Regions from separate parts of the Mus musculus genome. Here region 1 is linked to region 2. Evidence: chromatin contacts called from public promoter capture Hi-C data. All regions are on one chromosome and are shown on one strand. The core of a region is the stretch at or near the end of the contact, and the rest is flanking DNA. Distances in the headings are between cores, read along the strand shown. Region 1 holds the start of Evx2 (even-skipped homeobox 2). Region 2 holds the start of Lmx1b (LIM homeobox transcription factor 1 beta).

Region 1 (3,735 bases), core at 74-2,573, about 41 Mb before region 2:
GAACACCGGGGGCCACAGGTAAGGGCCTAGGGTGGAGGAGGGGGAGGATGGAGAAGTGGAAGAAGAACAAAGTGGGAAAGGAAGGGAGGCAGCAGGAGATTCCATTCCCTCCACTTTGACCCCCAAAACCCAGTTACTTCACCACGAATTCCTCTATTTGAGAAGGGTGGGAGAAAGCCGGCAATTTTAAAAAGTGGGTTCTGTGATGGGGAGCTATGGTACGGTAAATCATGATTGTGTTTAAAGTTAGCTGTCAATTTCTACTATCAGATCCTCCAGTCTAGTTTATTTCCCCTAAGGGAGAATGCGAGGGTGAGAAGCTTATCCATCAGAGGATTATAAAACAAAAAATCTAAGGTCTTCGAGTTCAGAAGTTAGCCTGCAAGCAGTGGTAGAAAATAAGAGAAGATGTAATGATTTCCACTTGGAGGCACGGCACGGGTCCTGTGTACCTCCTCAGCCACGTAGCAAGAAAGCATTTTCAAAAGTCTACAAGATATATTCTCTCTCTCTCTCTCTCTCTCTCTCTCTCTCTCTCTCTCTCTCTCTCTCTGTGTGTGTGTGTGTGTTGGAGGGGAGAATCAAGACTGAGAGGAAAAAGTAAGGAGAGAGAAAGAACTCAGAATTCTATTTGTTAAATAAAATACTCATTATTAATATTTGGTTCTTAAAACAGAAAGATAAGTAATCCTGACAGGAGTGGGCGCGAGGTCTTCTTACGCAACTCTTCCTGTATCCTCCCCTTTACCCGCCCCCCTTACGCCCCCAGCTTGTAAATGTTAAGGCAAAACAAAACAAAACAAAACAAAACAAAAACTTCTCAAGAATCTACCCTGGAAAAATCAAAGCATTATCTATTATTTAACACGTATCTGTGTTCGTGGAGAAATGAGGAAGGCGCTGCATGATTAGGACCTAAGGGGCAACCCAGCAAACTGAGAGCGTAATGATGCCCCTAAATGAAGGGGGAAATGCGCCGCGGCGTGCTCTATTAATCAGACTGTCAATTTCACCCCCGAGGCCAAACCCCCGGGCGAGCAGAACTGGCTGGGAGCGGGCAAAGGACCGGAGCCTTCTTCCTCACTTCTCGTGTCTTCTCGTCTCCTACCTGGATCTATTTGTCTGCTCTGAAGTCGCCTTCATTACCCACTGACAGGAGCGTGTATTTATTTGCTTATAAACCTGTTACAATAAATGATTATTCGAACGGCGTCATTCGTACCTTAATGACGAGCGGGCGCTACTTTTTGATGAATGACATCTCCGACTCGGAAGGATGTATGGGTCATTTTGACCAGTCATTCCCTCGCTCTGGCATCCCACAATTTTTTCCGCCTCCCTCCAAAAGAGATAATAATATTTAGAGCCGCTTGCTGGGGCTGAATGAGAATCAGCCCTGGGCGCAGCCCATCATTAAGACGGGACAGCCAGGCCACTGTGACATTTTTTAGAAAGCTGAGATGATGGAAAGAATAAGAAAAGAGATGATTCTGATGGAAAGAGGGCTCCACAGCCCTACTGCTGGCAAGAGGTTCTCCAGTTTGTCCGATTCAGCTGGCGGTGCTGTGCTCGAGGCCCTGGAAAATTCGCAGCACCCGGCTCGCCTCAGTCCGCGCCTGCCGTCCGCCCCGCTGCACGGAGCTCTGGGAGACCTCCCCGCCAAAGGCAAATTCGAAATAGACACTTTGTTCAACCTGCAGCACCCGAGCAGCGAAAGCACCGTCTCCTCCGAAATTGCCTCCGCTACCGAGAGCCGCAAGAAGCCTAGTCATTATTCCGAAGCGGCCGCCGAGGCCGACATGAGCAGCGACGTGGAGGTGGGCTGCTCCGCACTGCGCTCCCCCAGCGGCCTGGGCGCTGCACCGCTCAAGGAAAACAATGCCAAAGGTAACCGGGTACCCGCAGACTCCAGCCTCATCCTCTGGGCTCTCTCGAGGGCCTGGCCAGCCCTTTCCACACCTTAGCGGGTCTCTGACTCTTAACTAAAGTGCTTCACAGAGCTGGCAGGGGCAGGGGAGGGATGCATACTAAAAACTGGTCCCTCTGGCTCTGTTCTTTGAGCATCCCAGCACAGCCCGGGCCTGTGGAGCCTAGGGAGCCAGGCCCAAGCGCCCAGGCTCCTGCCTGAATCGAAGCAAATGTTTCGCTTGCCGATCTAAGAGCTGGGGCGTAAGAGCTGGGGCGAGGCGACACAGCGCTGCTAGCCCGGGTGGCTTAGTTGCTTTTTGGGAAGGGTGCCCTGGACAGGAGCTCCGAACTCAGTTGCTTCTGGAGCCCCCAGGGCCGGGTAGAGGGGACACTCCTCTGGATAAGTCTGAGACAGAGAGTCTGGCCTCGCACCTCTGCTCAACCGCTTAAGTCAGCGGACAGAAAAGAGTTTGAAAAGTGGGCGCCTCCTTCCCTTTACTGGCTTGAGCTTGAGCTGCAAATGCTTTGAAAATCCTAAGATATTTTAACCCCAAAGGCTGTCAAAGAAAGATTGGAAGCCGCATAAAGAGCTGCCCTATGGTTCCTAGACTGTCAAACCCACAGCTTCTTAAACTGGTTCCAAGGTAGGCATTCTTCCCCAGCAAATTTTCCTACCGAGTGGTAATTTTCTAATTATTGGAAAAAGAACAACCTTTTCAAATTCTGTTTCTATTATTTGGTTAGGAAGGGCTCCCCAAACTTCATTGATTTCATTAACGGCAGCAATTTGTAAGCCTGACAGATCCCATCAATTTTGACAGCGACTTTCCTTCTCAAAGCCTCTTTTGCCACCAGCTAGCAACCCCAACTCAGGGTTCTCGGTCCCTACAACTACTCATGAGCTGTGAACTGTTTGTTTGCTAGGGTACACGGAGAGCGGCTCCGTCGCGGGCACCACGACGTCGGCTTCCGGCTCGGGCCTCGGTAGTCTGCATGGAGGCGGCGGCGGCGGCAATAGCGGGGCTGCGGCGTTGGGCGGCTCTGGCTCCGGTTCCGGCGCCGATCAGGTGCGGCGATACCGTACGGCATTCACCCGCGAACAGATCGCGCGCCTGGAGAAAGAGTTCTACAGGGAGAACTACGTGTCTCGGCCCCGCCGGTGCGAGCTGGCCGCTGCACTCAACCTGCCCGAAACCACCATCAAGGTATCTATTCCAGCGCATGCCCGCTCAGACCTCCCTCGGGGCGCTTGGGTTGATTTGTCTCACGCCCGCCCCATATTTTCCCCTTCTGGGTGGTGAGAAATCGGTGTGGAAATCCACCGGGTTTTGTCACCGAAGGAGTAGGCTTATTTACTTCTCCTGTGCCGAATTGTAATCGGTTGACAGGCCTGGCTCACCCGAGGAGCCCTGAATCCCAAGGTCGGTGCTTCAGACCCGGCCCTTCGCCTTGCCCAGTTCTGCCCAACGGCTGCCCAGGTGCCCTCTTACTTGTGCCCAAGGTCCTACTCCACCCTAAGCGGCAGGGCGGGCTGGTTTTTGTTTCTCCGGCACAAACCCGAGGTGCAACTTTTCATTCGTTCCTGATCTATGTGAGATGTATTTTTCACATAAAGCGTTGCTACCCGAAGAAAAGGTTACAGTATTTTTAAAAATCGATTGGATTGAGAACGTGGTTTTCTAAAGATTTTTTTCTCTTGGGCAACGTGAATGAACGAAAATGTCCTTGTTTTTATATGTATACATACACATGCATATATTTATGTATATGTGTATATACACATTTATGTATATATTTAGGATATTATTTTTTTATTATGCATCCAGA
Region 2 (3,802 bases), core at 1,068-3,567:
GTTCGTCTTTAAGGTTTGAGACAGAGAAGATTCTTTCGACTCAGCCTGAAGGAGATGGCGAAGCTCCGGGCCTGGAACCAGGGCTTTCGGTGCCCAGCAGTGGTTGCAGAGACACACTATGGCCAGCAGAGGGCGGAGTGCACCCGGTTGGGCCGCTGCTTCTGCGAGCGGTTCGGTGCCTCCCGGCTCTGCACGCCCCAGCCTTTACCCGCTCGGCTTCTTCCCGCAGTAACGCGCCAGGGCCCAGATACCCAGAGAAGGCGGTCCAGATCCAGGCCCAGGCCTCTGCCCAACCTCAGGGCTCAAGGCCTTAGATTTTTCACACTGGGTAAAAACAAGGACGAAGGGTGGGTGAAGAAAACTCTACATCCACATACCCATGCTCCTGGATACACAAAGGCGCCGAGAAATACACAGAACACAAAGCCACAAACACAAAAACCCCTGGGCGACACAGAACAATTCAGGAGCTCCGGGGCAAACAGAAACACAAAGGTAACTCAGAGACACACTTATAGAGAAAAATCTACCAGATTCGCTAAAGGGGCCGAGGCGCATACAAAGGCGTAGACATCTTCACTATCTACACCTTCACGAGGACACACACAAAGACGTGTAAAAAACATGACATAGAAGCACGAGAGACGTGTACCGAAAACACACACACTCATTGCCTGGAAAGACGTAAGGACACACAAACACAAAATGTATGTGCACAGGAATACGGGTGCACACGTTCTCAATAGCTTCCGCGAGGCGGGAGCGCGGACACACACAGACACACTCCGATACCCACCGACACACACGCAGGTACTGGGGTGGGGCGGTGACCGCTAATCCTCCACAAAGCCGGGCCCCTCCGGGGGGCCCCCCCAGCACAGGGGGCCACTTCTGACCAAGCCTCCCTCAGGCTCCAAATCTGATCCGCCCTCTCGCCTCTAGCGGGGTCAGGGGACCCGCCCTCCGAGCCCTCCATCCCCTCCCGGCTTCGCGCCGCTGCTCCACAGCCGGAGGGGCCAGGGCCGCCCAGCAGCAGCTCGCAGGGGCTGTTAACTCCTGCCCTGGGACCGCACCATCCCTCCTGCTATTCCAGGACGAAACCCGCGCGGGAGTGGTGGGGCCGAAGGTACCCTGTTTCCCGATGCGACGTCTTCTAGTTTTCTCGCGGATGTCTGGCCGGATGCACCCAGGAGTCTCCAGCTGCGTGCCGCTGGCCTTGCGTTGCCCGCTGTCGAGGCCCACTTTGCCAAGGGTGGCCAGCGCTCAGTCTCTAACCCTGGCCAGGTCCCTTAGCCACAATGAAAGGGCACCGATTTCAGAGGTCACACAGATTTCCTTAGAACGACTGTACCCATGCCGTTCCAGGCCTCCACCCCTAGATCTTGAGGACACCACTTCTTACCTGCCCCTCATACTCCAAGCCTTGGGAGGCCCAGCCTTCGCCCACTGACCCCGGCCGGGAACAAGATATCTTTCCGAGCCCTGTTGACCCTCTTAACACTCTCTTGGTCTCAACCCGGGCCTGACCGTCCTCTTTCACCCAAGATCTCCCATTCTGGCTATGAGAGCCCCCTCAACTCATTCCCCCGCCCTATTTCTGCCAGGCCTGGGCTTTTTGGGACTACTTACTCAAACTACAGCCCTTACACCCCCTCCCCAGGTCAGGGTTCCCTTTGGCGAGTCCGGGGCCAGCGGTTCTTGCTTACATTTGATGTTCCCCATCCCTCGACCCTAGGAGCCCTCTCAGCACACCAGGCTGTCCGGTGCAGGCCCCGCCTCCCGAGGGGACACCAACTCAGACCCTGCGACCTACCTTAGACTACGAGTCCGGGTTTGGGCCAGCCGCTCCCGCCTGGCGCTGTCCCCTGGAGAAGTCGCTGCGTTCCCCGCCGTCCTCACAGTCTGGCCTCGCTTGGGGCCACTCCTCTGAGCGCTGGAGCTTAAAAAAAAAACAACAAAAATATTAATAATAAAAAAGGCAAGAAAGAAAAAAAAGAAAGCCTGATTTCCCCAACTCCCAAATCAATTTTTCAAGAGGGGTGGGGCACAGGATTTGTTTCGATGGCTAACCAAACTTCTGCCAATGGTGGACAGGATGGTCGCCTGGATTCAGGGCGCGGCACGGGGTGCAGGACGGGGGCTAAGGGAGCCCTCCCGCAGGGAGGGGGGGAGGCGACGGCACTATTTGACGTGGAGCAGCCGGCTCATCCCGGCGCAGTGATACGAGGCGCACCAATGAGTTCAAATGTCAGGAAGTTTGAGGAGGGGTGAGGCGGCTCGGGGCCGGAGTATCCCTCCGCCGCCAGCCCCAGCTCTAAACCGAGCGGCTCCTCGGGCGCACCATGGCACTGGAGTAGTGCGGGGAGCGCGCCTGGAGCCCCGCGGCCTGCTGCGCCCCGCCCGGGACCCTGCTGCGACGCCCGCGCCCCCCCAGCCCGCGGGGCCGCCCCTGCACCCCCGCCCCCTCCCCCGCCCGCCGCCGCCGCCGCCGCCTCCTCCTACTCCTCCGGGCGGCTCCGCGTGCCGCCCGCTGCTGCAGCCGGGACCCGGGGCTGACAAGCAGGTGACAGGCGAGCAGCGAGTGCGCGTGGCTGCGAGTAGCCGGTAGAGAGCGGCGCGCGGGGCTGCCAGCCGCCCGGGCCCTCCCGCACGACGCCGGGGCCCGGGGCCAGCGCGCCGCCGCTCCACGCTCGCCCCGGGGCAGCGGGCGGCCCCGACCCCGCGGGCGCCGCGCCTCCCCGGCTGCAGCGGAGCGGGCGGACGGGCCGGAGGGTGAGCGGCCCAGCCGGCGGGGTCCGCAGCGCGCCGGGCGTCCCATGGATATAGCAACAGGTCCCGAGTCGCTGGAGAGGTGCTTCCCTCGCGGGCAGACGGACTGCGCCAAGATGTTGGACGGCATCAAGATGTTGGACGGCATCAAGATGGAGGAGCACGCCCTTCGCCCCGGGCCCGCCACCCTGGGGGTGCTGCTGGGTGAGTGCTGGGTCGCAACGCTCGAATAGTGCGGGTCAGGGGGTAGGGTTGTCCGTCGTGCCGCTGTGGATACCGGCGTGAGGGGCAAAGAATAAAGAAAATAGGTTTTCAGGACGTGGGGAGGGGGTCCGGACCCCTGGAATGACCACCGGAGGGGTAACAAGCACACCGAGACAGAGCTCCCTGAGGGGAAAACGTTCAGGGACGTCACCTAGACAGAGGACTGAACAGCCTCAGCCGTCACTCACACCGTCCTCTCCGGGTCTGGGTTCTAGTGCTGCTACACTGGACTGAGCTGGGGTGGGAAGCGGGTGGCAGGGATGCTGGAGAACCAAGTTGTCTCCTTAGAGCCCGGGAGAGAGGCCAGGTCACCTGGGGAAGGGGAGCTTTTAGAAGAGAAAACTATCCCCGGGTCTATCCCAACCGCGGTTCTTGGGGTAGAAGGTTCCAACAGCATCGTGGGGCGTGTCAGCCAGCGAGTGTCCTGGCCTCACCTCGCTGGTTGGGTTCCAGCCGGCCACCCCGCGCGGAGCTCCTTCTCGTTGGTAATAACACCATCCGCTGGATCTCCGCGAGCGGGGAGAGCGCAGCGCCCAGCCAAGGCTGCAGGCCCTCGGCCTCACGGCGCCCCAGCTTACGGAAAGGAGCGTGCTGTCTAGGGCTGCCGGGTCTCTGGCTCGCCGGCTGGGGTCCTCAGGCGACGGGAGGCGCTCCGGGGCTGGGCCAAGCGGCGCTGACGGCCCGGCTCTCGCCCTGTGCGCTGCAGGCTCCGACTGCCCGCATCCCGCCGTCTGCGAGGGCTGCCAGCGGCCCATCTCCGACCGCTTCC

Evidence for each region. Promoter capture Hi-C pulls out the DNA fragments that hold promoters and counts their contacts.
Region 1: a promoter capture Hi-C map of embryonic stem cells shows a contact between it and region 2, with 5 read pairs. The contact joins the promoter of Evx2 here to the promoter of Lmx1b in region 2. A contact is called at or near these places in 5 of 39 promoter capture datasets (cranial neural crest, embryonic stem cells, maxillary cranial neural crest and 1 more).

Annotation. Positions count from the first base shown.
Region 1 is chr2:74,657,145-74,660,879 of GRCm38.p6, reverse strand. Evx2 (even-skipped homeobox 2) reads left to right here and starts at 1,323. Exons shown (of 3, transcript NM_007967.3): 1 at 1,323-1,887; 2 at 2,833-3,113. The coding sequence starts at 1,461.
Region 2 is chr2:33,639,613-33,643,414 of GRCm38.p6, reverse strand. It overlaps Lmx1b (LIM homeobox transcription factor 1 beta), which reads left to right and starts at 2,317. Exons shown (of 8, transcript NM_010725.3): 1 at 2,317-2,973; 2 at 3,740-3,802. The coding sequence starts at 2,817. It overlaps Gm39790 (a long non-coding RNA gene), which reads right to left and starts at 3,754. Exons shown (of 3, transcript XR_866136.3): 1 at 3,468-3,754; 2 at 3,185-3,345; 3 at 2,944-3,036. C130021I20Rik (Riken cDNA C130021I20 gene) reads right to left here and starts at 2,222. Exons shown (of 3, transcript NR_046275.1): 1 at 2,071-2,222; 2 at 1,814-1,939; 3 at 1-1,288.